3 separate regions of the Mus musculus genome follow, and all the other regions are linked to region 3. Evidence: chromatin contacts called from public HiChIP or PLAC-seq data. All regions are on one chromosome and are shown on one strand. Each heading gives the region's core, a stretch centred on a gene start, on an enhancer-like site or on the middle of the called end of the contact. The rest is flanking DNA. Distances are from core to core; before and after follow the strand shown. Region 1 has its middle 21 kb from the start of Gm46242. Region 2 has its middle 3.9 kb from the start of Gm46242. Region 3 has its middle 81 kb from the start of Gm28380.

What was found. HiChIP or PLAC-seq counts read pairs in DNA pulled down with a chosen protein or histone mark.
Region 1: a contact with region 3 is called in a FOXA1 HiChIP or PLAC-seq map of pancreatic cancer cells. The contact joins two enhancer-like sites. A contact is called at or near these places in 4 of 484 Hi-C or Micro-C datasets (embryonic stem cells, liver and nephron progenitors) and 1 of 115 datasets of contacts at active chromatin or transcription factors (pancreatic cancer cells).
Region 2: a contact with region 3 is called in an HNF4G HiChIP or PLAC-seq map of pancreatic cancer cells. The contact joins two enhancer-like sites. A contact is called at or near these places in 2 of 484 Hi-C or Micro-C datasets (liver and stem cell-derived neural stem cells) and 2 of 115 datasets of contacts at active chromatin or transcription factors (double positive thymocytes and pancreatic cancer cells).

The regions. Positions count from the first base shown.
Region 1 is chr1:91,857,174-91,860,640 of GRCm38.p6, forward strand. No RefSeq gene overlaps it. Among named protein-coding and RNA genes, the nearest start is that of Gm46242, 21 kb to the right of the region's middle. Within about 2 kb of position 1,323, at least 58 of the 459 cell types and tissues checked have an H3K27ac peak or open chromatin away from gene starts, as enhancers often do. A contact at or near this core is called in pancreatic cancer cells, where this site is marked.
Region 2 is chr1:91,881,849-91,885,265 of GRCm38.p6, forward strand. No RefSeq gene overlaps it. Among named protein-coding and RNA genes, the nearest start is that of Gm46242, 3.9 kb to the left of the region's middle. Within about 2 kb of position 1,428, at least 12 of the 459 cell types and tissues checked have an H3K27ac peak or open chromatin away from gene starts, as enhancers often do. A contact at or near this core is called in pancreatic cancer cells, where this site is marked.
Region 3 is chr1:91,690,731-91,694,187 of GRCm38.p6, forward strand. No RefSeq gene overlaps it. Among named protein-coding and RNA genes, the nearest start is that of Gm28380, 81 kb to the left of the region's middle. Within about 2 kb of position 2,186, at least 38 of the 459 cell types and tissues checked have an H3K27ac peak or open chromatin away from gene starts, as enhancers often do. A contact at or near this core is called in pancreatic cancer cells, where this site is marked.

The DNA of each region.
Region 1 (3,467 bases), core at 73-2,572, 170 kb after region 3:
TCACCCAGATGACAGGGCTCTAGTTCTGATGCACAGCAACACACTGTACCAGCAGACTCAGCTCCTTGTCTGCCCAAGACCAAGTTCTACTGGGAATAATGTCCACACTTGCTGCTCAGTCTTGGCTCCTAAAGGAATCCCAAGCTGTGGGTCCTCTGTGGCCTCCCAGGTCAGATCCATAGCCAGAATCTAGTCACATGGCAGGAAAGGCTCCAAGCTACTTCTCACTTGGAGAGAAAATACACCCTTGAATTTGCTCTCATTTTTGGCACACTCTGCTTCTATGTTGGATAAGAATTACTTGTGCCTTGTCAACCTTCCCCAGCATGTGACTGAAGCAACGACCTCTGCTCTCCTTCTTACCACCCAAGCTTTCAAGAAAAGGTTTGGTCAGCCAAAATGGCCCTTCGTGGTTGGGGCCAGATGGATGCTGTGACTTCCAACCTAGGTGGTGGCAGATCCCTGGTCATGGACTTGTGATCTGGAACAGCTGAGTCACAGCTCGGTGGGAGCCTGCCTTGCGTGTGTGAGGCCCTGAGTTCAAGCACCAGAAGGTTCTGTTGGTCTCCAGCAGGAGAACTGTGTAAGAAGCCATGCCAGGTGCCCCTGTCAGCTCTTCTGGGGGACACACAATTGGAGCCTGGAGCCTGTAAGTGAATACAGAGACAGGTGGGGGGGGGAATAGGCAGGCAGACAGACAGACAGACACAGAGACACAGCAAGATAGAGACCAACAGGCACGGGGGGAGGGGGCACACCGACACAGATCCACAGATATGTACATACACACAGTGAGAAACAGAAACACAGAGAGAGACGAACAGAAGGACATACAGAAACAGACACACACACATAAGCAGATAGAGAGGAGACACAAAGACAGACTCACACAATACGTAAGACACACATACACACACACACACACACACACACACACACACACACACACAGGGGGTGGGGGTGGGGGGCTAGTAAGATCTCTGACCATTATCTTGCTGACCTAAATCCAGAGCTGCCTTGATCAGAGGCCGTTCCCACTGTGAGGACCTGAGACACTTTGTTAGGGCTGGGAGAGGGTTCTTTCCAGCATGAGTCACTGTCCGCCTCTCTTCCTTAATTAGTGCTCAGGGACTTGCTGTTGTAACTCTAGTGAAGTCCACGGAAATTAATCAAAGAATATCTTAGACCTTAAATACAGCGAGAACTGCCACCAGGCCAAATCCGAAGGCACTGGGACCTGCATGGCCCAGCGCTCCCCTAGAAACTGAGCTTGAGCCTCCCACGTGTCCAGCACTCCCTGTCCTGGCACTTCCTTCCTCGGGGTTTACTTTCTGGAAGGTTTTCTACTTGTTTTTCCAACTATGGCAATTTCTCAATCTACTACATACCACAATCCTCAATAAAAACGGTTCTCATGGAGCCCTGGTCCCGAGGGCTTGGCAAGTATGGCTTCTTGGATGTGGTCCCTGTGTGTCTACACACTCTGGGATGCAAAGCACAGGGGGACTCTGTCCACACTCACATGAACCCCACCCTTGCTAATCTCCAGAAGATCAGCCAGTCTCATAGGTGCCAGAACCAGGGGTTGGCGTGGGAGGTGCCCAGCAAAAGGGTCCTGTGGTTCCAGTTAGTCCCATTGTACTTAAGAGGCTGAAGATATAGTAGGACCACATCCAGAACATGCAAGAGAACAGACCCACAGTTGTAGCATCCAGACTAGGAAGCTGTCTCAGCACCTACAACAACCATCCCAGCTGATCACCCTTCATCTGCAGTGCCCAGCCCAGCAGGCCACCCATAACCTATAGCACCCAGCCTAGAAGGCCCTACTCCACACCCAGCACACAGCTCAGGCACTAGCCTCATCACCCACAGTGCCCAGACTGGGCTGTCTGGAAGCCCTTCTCCCACTAGACTGAAGCCCTCCAGATCAGGACCACTCTACCCATTTCACCCCAGCATCCTCAGCCCCAGCCAATCACAGACCTAGGGGATCAAAGCGCAGACACAGAGGCACATGGACCAGCTTACCCTGCAGAAGCACTGTCATGATCATGATACAATTTTTCTATAAAGCAAACCCCAGCAGAGCAGAGGGGAGAGGTGTGAAATACTGACAAGAAAGGAAGGTGCTCCCACGGAGCCACAGGGGATGACCAGGAATGTAGAGTCCAGCCAAAAAGATAAGTTCACATGGCCTTAGGATCCCCCATAAATCTTCACTGTCTTCATGGCTTGGCTCCTGTGTTGAGTGTAGAGCTTGCCGGAAGTCTTAGAAGGGCTTTCTGCCGTACAGATCTGCCCGTGTGCATGCTCCATCCACAGGGCCAGGCTGGGTCAGTGGGGAAAATGAAGGGCATTAGAAGTTGTATTGAACAAGGCACCCAGGTGGAAATGACAGCCACTGACCAATGGGGTCACTTTGGGCAAGCAGGTGAGCCACTTGGGGTGCTCAATTTACTACTAGGACTTGTGCCAAAGAATAAACAAACCCTATTTGAGGAGATGGAGAGCACCTCCTAGTATTAGGGTTATTAATGGTGTAGACATGGTATTGGGGGAGGTGTTTATGTCCTAGAAGTGCTCTAGTGACAGGCATAAGGCAGACTGAGTCCCCAGAGCAAGAGGCAGAAAGGGGACACACCGAGCTGAGCCCCTGCGCTCATCCATGCAGATGCCCACGGGTAGGAAACCTAGATGCAGAAGACTGGCAGCCACACTCACTGTGCCTTCCGCTCTGTCTTCTCTACCTTGTGCCTGTTGCTATTTACTAACTTAAAAGCTCGTAATCTGAAGTCCTCTCCTGATTGTTTTTCTTACATGTATGTTTTCTTACATGTATGTTTGGTACATGAATATATATACATGTCGCGAGTACACGTGTGTGTAGGCCAGAGGAGAATGTCAGGTGTCTCCCTTTATCAGTCTCCACCATGTTCCCTTGAGAGGATCTCTTTGAACTCAGAGCTCTGGGTTTTTTCACCCAGCGCTGGCAGCCAGCAAGTCCCAGTGATTCTTCTGTCCCTACTGTTATCCTAGAACCTTAACCACTATAGATTGTAAAGTCACTTCCTTGACACGATCCAGTCACCTATACTATAGGACAGGATAGGATAGGATAGGTTTCTTCATCTTTGCCCAAGTTCTGAGCTTATCTTCAGTAGAGAACAGGTTTTCTACCCAGGTATATGGGCCGTGTCTGGATACAGCTTGGTCGTCTCCAGTGGGTGAAGCCAGAGGTGCTGCTGACCTTCCTGCAAAGCTATGGTGCGTGACTCATATCTTCTAAGTGCATTGGCCTGGCTGCCCAAATTGTTATCTCTAAGCCTAGCCCTCTGCTCCAGGCTGACCTATGTTGAGAATAGAAGGATCTCCTGGGTCTAAGCTCAGCTGGCATGGGACCTTGCTGGAGGGGGAGGAGCAGAAATGGATGGAGAAAGGGCAATGAGCAGGAAGCTAAGCTCTGT
Region 2 (3,417 bases), core at 178-2,677, 190 kb after region 3:
AGCACCTATGTAGCAGACAGGAAGCTCAGTCCTCATGGCTGCCCTGTCGGCCTCAGTGGGAGAGGATCCACCTAATCTGGCAGAGACTTGATGTGTCAGGGGCACGGGGGATACCTGACGGGGCGGGGGGAATCCTACCTCTCAGAGGAGAAGAGGGGGAGGAATAGGATGAAAGTATCAGTGAGGGAGGGACGAGGAGGGGGAGCAATATTTGAGATGTAAACTAATGGATGAATTAATTACTTAAGTAATTAAAATAACTGGAGGAAAAATTATAATTGTGTCTCAATGAAACAAAAGATCAATAGAAATAGTTATTTTTATTTATTTTGATTGATCTTTCCCCTACTTATTTTTAAGAGGTACATTAAAAATAAAAAGTTGTGCCAGGCAGTGGTGGTGCACAATTTTAATCCCAGCACTTGGGAGGCAGAGACAGGTGGATCTCTGTGAGTTGGAGGCTGGTCTGGTCTACAGAGTGAATTCTAGGACAGCCAGAGCGCATAGAAACTCTGTGTGGAAAAACCAAGAAACTAAAATTAAAAAAATAAAATATAAATAAATAACTAATGTACTGCCATTTTGGCATATGTGCACAATGTGCAATGTTTAAATAAAGTTACTTATATAGGGAATTAGATAACTACAAATTCAAGAGGGTCATGAAAATGAAGCTGTTTTTAAAATATCATCTTCAGAAAGGGACCCAGAAAAGGTACATAGGACCAGCATGCTGATTTGGTGCAAGGCAGTGGTTTTTAAGGTTCTCCAACCACAAGGAATTCCTGTCCTCTCTTCCCATAGGCCAGGACTTGCCCTTCCTAAATCTCCCTTCTCATTGGCTGAAGACACAAACTTTATCTAATGGGTAACTTGGGCTGTGGGCTCAGTCCTGCAGACTGTCTGCAACTTTCCAGTTCTCGGGGTTTGGGATAAGTGGGTGCACGCTGTCAGCTCAGGGAGACAGAGACTTCAGCCATCCTTCCTTCTAGGCTCCTGAAAGGCACCATGCACAACTGATATCTGTGGTCACCCTGTGGAGAGGCAACACAGAAGATCTACCAGGCCTCCATGCTTGGCTTAACTGTAGCTTAGCTTCTGCTAGTCCCGGTATCCCTACCTGCCTCCTAGTCTCCCAGCCTTTGCCCATCACTGGGAGATCAGCCTGGTTAGATCCCACACATGAGAGCACAAAGTGTTGGCCTTTTTGTGTCTGCCTTATTTCTCTAAAAACAAAATCTATCTCTACTGCCTTCTGCAACATAGTAGAAGCTTCCACGTGCTCAGGAAGGCTGAATGGTGTTCCCTAGCCAGTGAGTACCATGCTTCCTTTATTCAATAGTCATTTGATAGACACAGGCAGCCCTGTGTTCACCCCATTTGAGAACTGTGCCAGGTGAACACCAGTGTGCACACGTCTCGGGGACACACTGATTTTGCTTTGTTTTCTTTGGCTGTACGCCCAGCTGTGGGACTGCTGATCTTGCTGTAGCTTCACATGTTTGTTTTTCTGAGGAAGCGACATTCCATTCTTCATAGTGACTAAAGTATTTACCCTCAGCACAGTGTGCAGGGCTTCCCTTCCCTCCATGTCTCCACCAGCACTGGCAGATGCCTTACCTGTTTTGATCTTAACTTTTGTGAAAGAGCTACATGGAGGTCCTGGAGTGACAAGCACAGCAATGAAAATGAAAACTGTGCCAGAGGAGTCAACAGTACTTTCTTCACAAAAGAAGAAAGAGGGAGACATCGCAGACGTTAAAAGAAAAAGCAAGAGAACTTGTCACTTGCAAACCTGCCCCACCCATAAATGCTAAGGAAACTCTTAAGGCCAAAAGAAAAGCAAATGAAAAATTGCCAAAAATGCATAGCAAAGGGAATTTAAATAGTGTACCAAAAGGCGTTTTAATACCAAAAAAAAAAAAAAAAAAACCTGAAATGGAGTGATTAAAAAGCCCGTAAGAACACCCAGCAAATCTCTCAATTACCATGGATGGAGAAACCAAGGTATTCCAGGACAAAACCAAATTTACACAATAGCTTTCCATAGATCCAGCCCTACAAAGGATAATAGATGGAAAGTACCAACCCAAGGAGGGAAACTACACTCTAGAAAAAGCAAGGCAGTAATCTTTCAACAAACCCAAAAGAAGATAGCAACACAAACATAATTCCACCTCTAAAAACAAAAATAACAGGAAGTAACAATCACTGTTCCTTAATATCTCTTAACATCAATGGACTCAGTTCCCCCCAAAAAGACATAGACTAAGAAACTGGATACATGAACAGGACTCAGCATTTTGCTGCATACAGGAAACACACCTCAGTGACAAAGACAGACACTATCTCAGAGTAAAAGGTTGGAAAACAATTTTTCAAGCAAATGGTCCCAAGAAACAAGCTGGAATGGCCATTCTAATTTCAAATAAAATCAACTCTCAACCAAAAGTTATCAAAAAAAGATAAGGAAGGACTCTTCATACTGGTCAAGGAAAAAATCTACCAAGATGAACTCTCATTTCTGAACATCTATGCTCCAAATGCAAGGACACCCACATTCATAAAAGAAACTAGTAAAGCTCAAAGCATACATCCCGTCCCATGCAATAAAAGCGGGAGACTTCAACATCCTACTCTCAGCAATGGACAGATCATGGAAACAGAAACTAAACAGAGACACAGTGAAACTAACAGAAGCTATGAACCAAATGGATTTAACAGATATTTATAGAACATTTCATCCTAAAGCAAAAGAATATACCTTCTTCTCAGCACCTCATGGTATCCTCTCCAAAACTGACCAAATAATTGGCCACAAAACAGGCCTCAACAGATACAAGAAGATTGAAATAATCTCATGCACCCTCTCAGATCACCATGGACTAAGGCTGGTCTTAAATACCAACAAAAACAACGGGAAGCACACATACACATGGAAGCTGAACAATGCCCTACTCAATGATAACTTGGTCAAGGAAGAAATAAAGAAGGAAATCAAAGACTTTTTAGAATTTAATGAAAACAAAGACACATCATACCAAAACTTATGGGACACAATGAAAGCAGTGGTAGGAGGAAAACTCATAGCTCTAAGTGCCCCCCAAAAGAAACTGAAGAGAGCTTACACTAGCAGCTTGACAGCACACCTGAAAGCTCTAGAACAAAAAGAAGCAAATACACCCAAGAGGAGTAGAGGGCAGGAAATAATCAAACCAAATAGAAGCAAAAAGAACTATGCAAGGAGTCAACAAAACCAGGAGCTGGTTCTTTGAGAAAGTCAACAAGATAGATAAACCCTTAGCCAGACTAACCAGAGGGCACAGAGACAGTATCCAAATTAATAAAATCAGAAATGAAAAGGGAGACATAACAACAAAGTTTATCTTAAAATAACTATTCTGTTTGTTGAATAGC
Region 3 (3,457 bases), core at 936-3,435:
ATATAAGCATTGTGCCCATCCTGGCTGCAAACACTATGAACATCTTGGATTTCCTGTCCTATCTTGTTGCTGTAAAGCAGGGTGATGGTTTGTATATGCTCGGCCCAAGGAGTGTCACTATTAGAAGGTGAGGCCTTGCTGGAGTAGGTGTGTCACTGTTGGCTTGGGCTCTAAGACCCTCCTCTTAGCTTCCTAGAAGTCAGTCTTCCACTAGTAGCCTTCAGATGAAGATATGGAACTCTCAGCTCCTCCTGCACCATGCCTACCTGGATGCTGCCATGCTCCCACCTTGATGATAACAGACTGAACCTCTGAACCTGTAAGCCAGCCCCAATTAAATGGTGTCCTTATAAGAGTTGCCTTGGTCATGGTGTCTGTTCACAGCAGTAAAACCCTAGCAAGACAAACATTTTTATGTGTTTTCTCTCTTTATACTTTTTGTCATTGAGACCATGCAAGAAATTATTTACCCCATCTTATGGCTGGGTACATACTTAACTAACATTTCTTTTAGAACTTTTATAATCTTATTTTTATTTAGTGCTTATCGTTTTAAATACAACTAAAATGATTTTAGCTCGAGATAGAGAGCAGGGTTTAGCTTTATGACTGTATACCTGTTAGCTACTCAATGCCACATAGTAGGGAACTGTAGCTGTAGGCTTCCTGTGGGCCTGAAGTGTCACGGTGACTGTATACTTAACTCATACTCACATAGACATGCAGGTCAAAACCCGGAAGACTAAAGCACACTCCTGAGCCAGGAGTCTAGCAAGTGGCTGCTAAGGTTTTACAGACAACGGTCTCTGAGAATCAAGTATGTGCATGCTGGATGACTGTCATAGGCTCATGGGGATCCCTTGAGGTCATACCCCAACTGAAACAGGTCTTCCTGAGCATAGTTGGAAGGTGCTTAGTCAATCCTGGCCTCAGTTTCAAACCATCACAATTCAGCTTCCCTATGTTTAGAGTTTGAGGTTCCAGGTGGAGAATCAGGGCTTTTTTCCCCCTTCAACCCACTGAGCTAAGCACAACGCCTCCTCTCAAGTGGGTTTTCCCAAATAGCACACTGACTTAGTCACTGTTCTATTTCTGTGAAGAGAAACCATGGCTAAGGCCACCCTTATGAGAGGAAGCATTTCATTCTAGCCTGGCTTACAGTTTCAGAGGGTTAGTCCATTACCATCATAGTGGGGGGCATGACAGCAGGCAGGCAGACATGGTGCTGGAGCAGTAGCTGAGAAGTAAGCCCTGATCTTGTAGGCATAGGGAGCCTAGGCCTGACACAGGCCTTTGAAGCCTCAAAGCCCAACAGCAGTGACATACTTTCTCTAACAAGGCCACACCCCCTAATCCTTCTAATCCTTTCAAATAGTTCCACTCCCTGGTGACTAAACATTCATATATATGAGTTTATAGGGGTCGTTCTTGTTCAAATCACCATGCAGTCCCTGAGACAAAGACCTGAACACAAATAGTTATTCCAGAAAGTGCTGCAGGAGATTGCCACTTGAGATGGGAAGAAAACTCATAGAAGGGTTGCCAATGACCTCTGTGGACATCTTGGTTTAGTCCCTCTGGAGTTAATGACCCACTGTAAAATGTACCTTAGAATCAGTGAGGCAGAGACAACTGTGCTATTTATCCACTACCTTCTGCTAGTCCCCAGGAGGGCCATGCCAAAGACCCTTGAGTCCCTGATTCCCCTAGTCCAAGTGTCCTCTGTAGATAAAGCCTTATGATAGAGTCACAGGCTCTTCTAGTAGAAGACAGTGGGGACTAGGAAGACAGACACCAGTTGTAACTGCCAAGTCACAAGTCTGAGTGCACGTTGTCCATTAGTTGCTTTCAAGCTGGGTTGCTCCAGGCTGATGTTACCATGGTCTTTCCCTTATCTATCAAATTCTGAGTTAGTCCAGCTCTGTGACTAGAGAAAGAAATCACAGCAAACAGTCTTTTCCATAGGAATCCTGGCATCACCCCAAAGCACTAGTTTTCTACCTTCTTATAGAAGAGCTAGGCACAACATGGGGCTGCACACACAGATACCTCCTTCTCTCTGTGTATCTGCTGCTGTCATTCCTAGATCAACTGGCTTAGGAGCTAGCTCAGAGCCCAGGGTAGGACTGTGGGCTAGTCTGAGACACCACAGCCAGAACCCACTTTGCAGAGGTCAGGCATGCGATTCACAGTGACTCATCCACGAGTCACGGAAATGTTTATTCTCCTTTTTCAGAGTTTTGAAAGCTCACAAATGCTCCCCTCCCCCTGGCAAACAATTGCCATTTTTGTTTGAAGACACCAGCAGAGCTCATCATTTTCATCTCCTACCATGTAGCAATGATGCACATGCCTTTGTGTTAGCTTAGGAAGAGCTAGAGTCCCAAGACAAAACTCTCATTCTTGTCCATTTCCTCTCTTGTTCTGTAGCAAACCCCAGATGACATGAGGGGAGGCCAGCCCAGAGAGCACCCCGTAGCGATGGTCTCTAGCCAATGCTGCTAAGCAGGGAATTCATCCTCGCTCACTGGCTTCTCTTCAAATATTTAGGTGGGGCATTTGCATCTCATATTTTAGTGACAGGGAGGGTGATAAATGAGATCATAAACCGAGTTCTGTTGTCATCACCTTGCAAGAGTTAAGTAGGATTAATTATAAAGAATCTGCCTGGGACTTCCCCTGTAGGTCAGGAGTTGAACGGATGGTCTTCAGTCTCCTGACGTACTCTTTGGACCAGAGGGTCTTGGCCTTTCCATTTGAGTTGTCTCTTCCTCCTAGGTCAGTGGGGGACTGAGGCTGTGAATTAGAACAATTTATTTCTACCTGGGAGTTAAAGGCCTGCAAGCAACCTCAAGGGAAGGTATTTTCACAGAGGTGTGTTCTCAGGGACCACCTTCTCTACAGCCCTGCGATTTGAGGCTGCCTACAGCTGGGCACTGCTGTGCTGGGGAGACCTCCACATGCGCCAGGTTGAGCAGGGCTGGAACCACAGGACAGGCATCATAGGGGAAGGGAGCTTGTGGGTGAGTGTCTTGGGCTCCTGGGTGGAGAAGGCACCAAGAGGGCTCCTCTCCACAGGGAACATGCAGTTCCTCCCAGGTGATGACAAAGGAAATGACTGCTAAGGCCTACGGCCATTCCCACCCCTGCCTGACACTTGCTAAGTGACATTGGTGGCAGCAGAGATGGAAGGAGAGACATGGGGGGGAGGCTACTGTGGGTCCAGAGATGTAGAGACAAACTGAAGGACCTGAAAAGCCACACCCACCTTAATCCATCTCCCAGTGGCTTTGGCATTGCAGCTCTTGTAGGAGGAGAGATGGAGTTTCAGGGGAGTCAGAGGCTTGGAGAAGCAGGTTTCTATGGAAAGGCTCAGCCTGGCTCAGCCAGGACTAGACTAGAGATCCAGAAGGGGCAACTGATCAGGGGCTGGAAGTTGTATTCAAGGGGAGTAGGG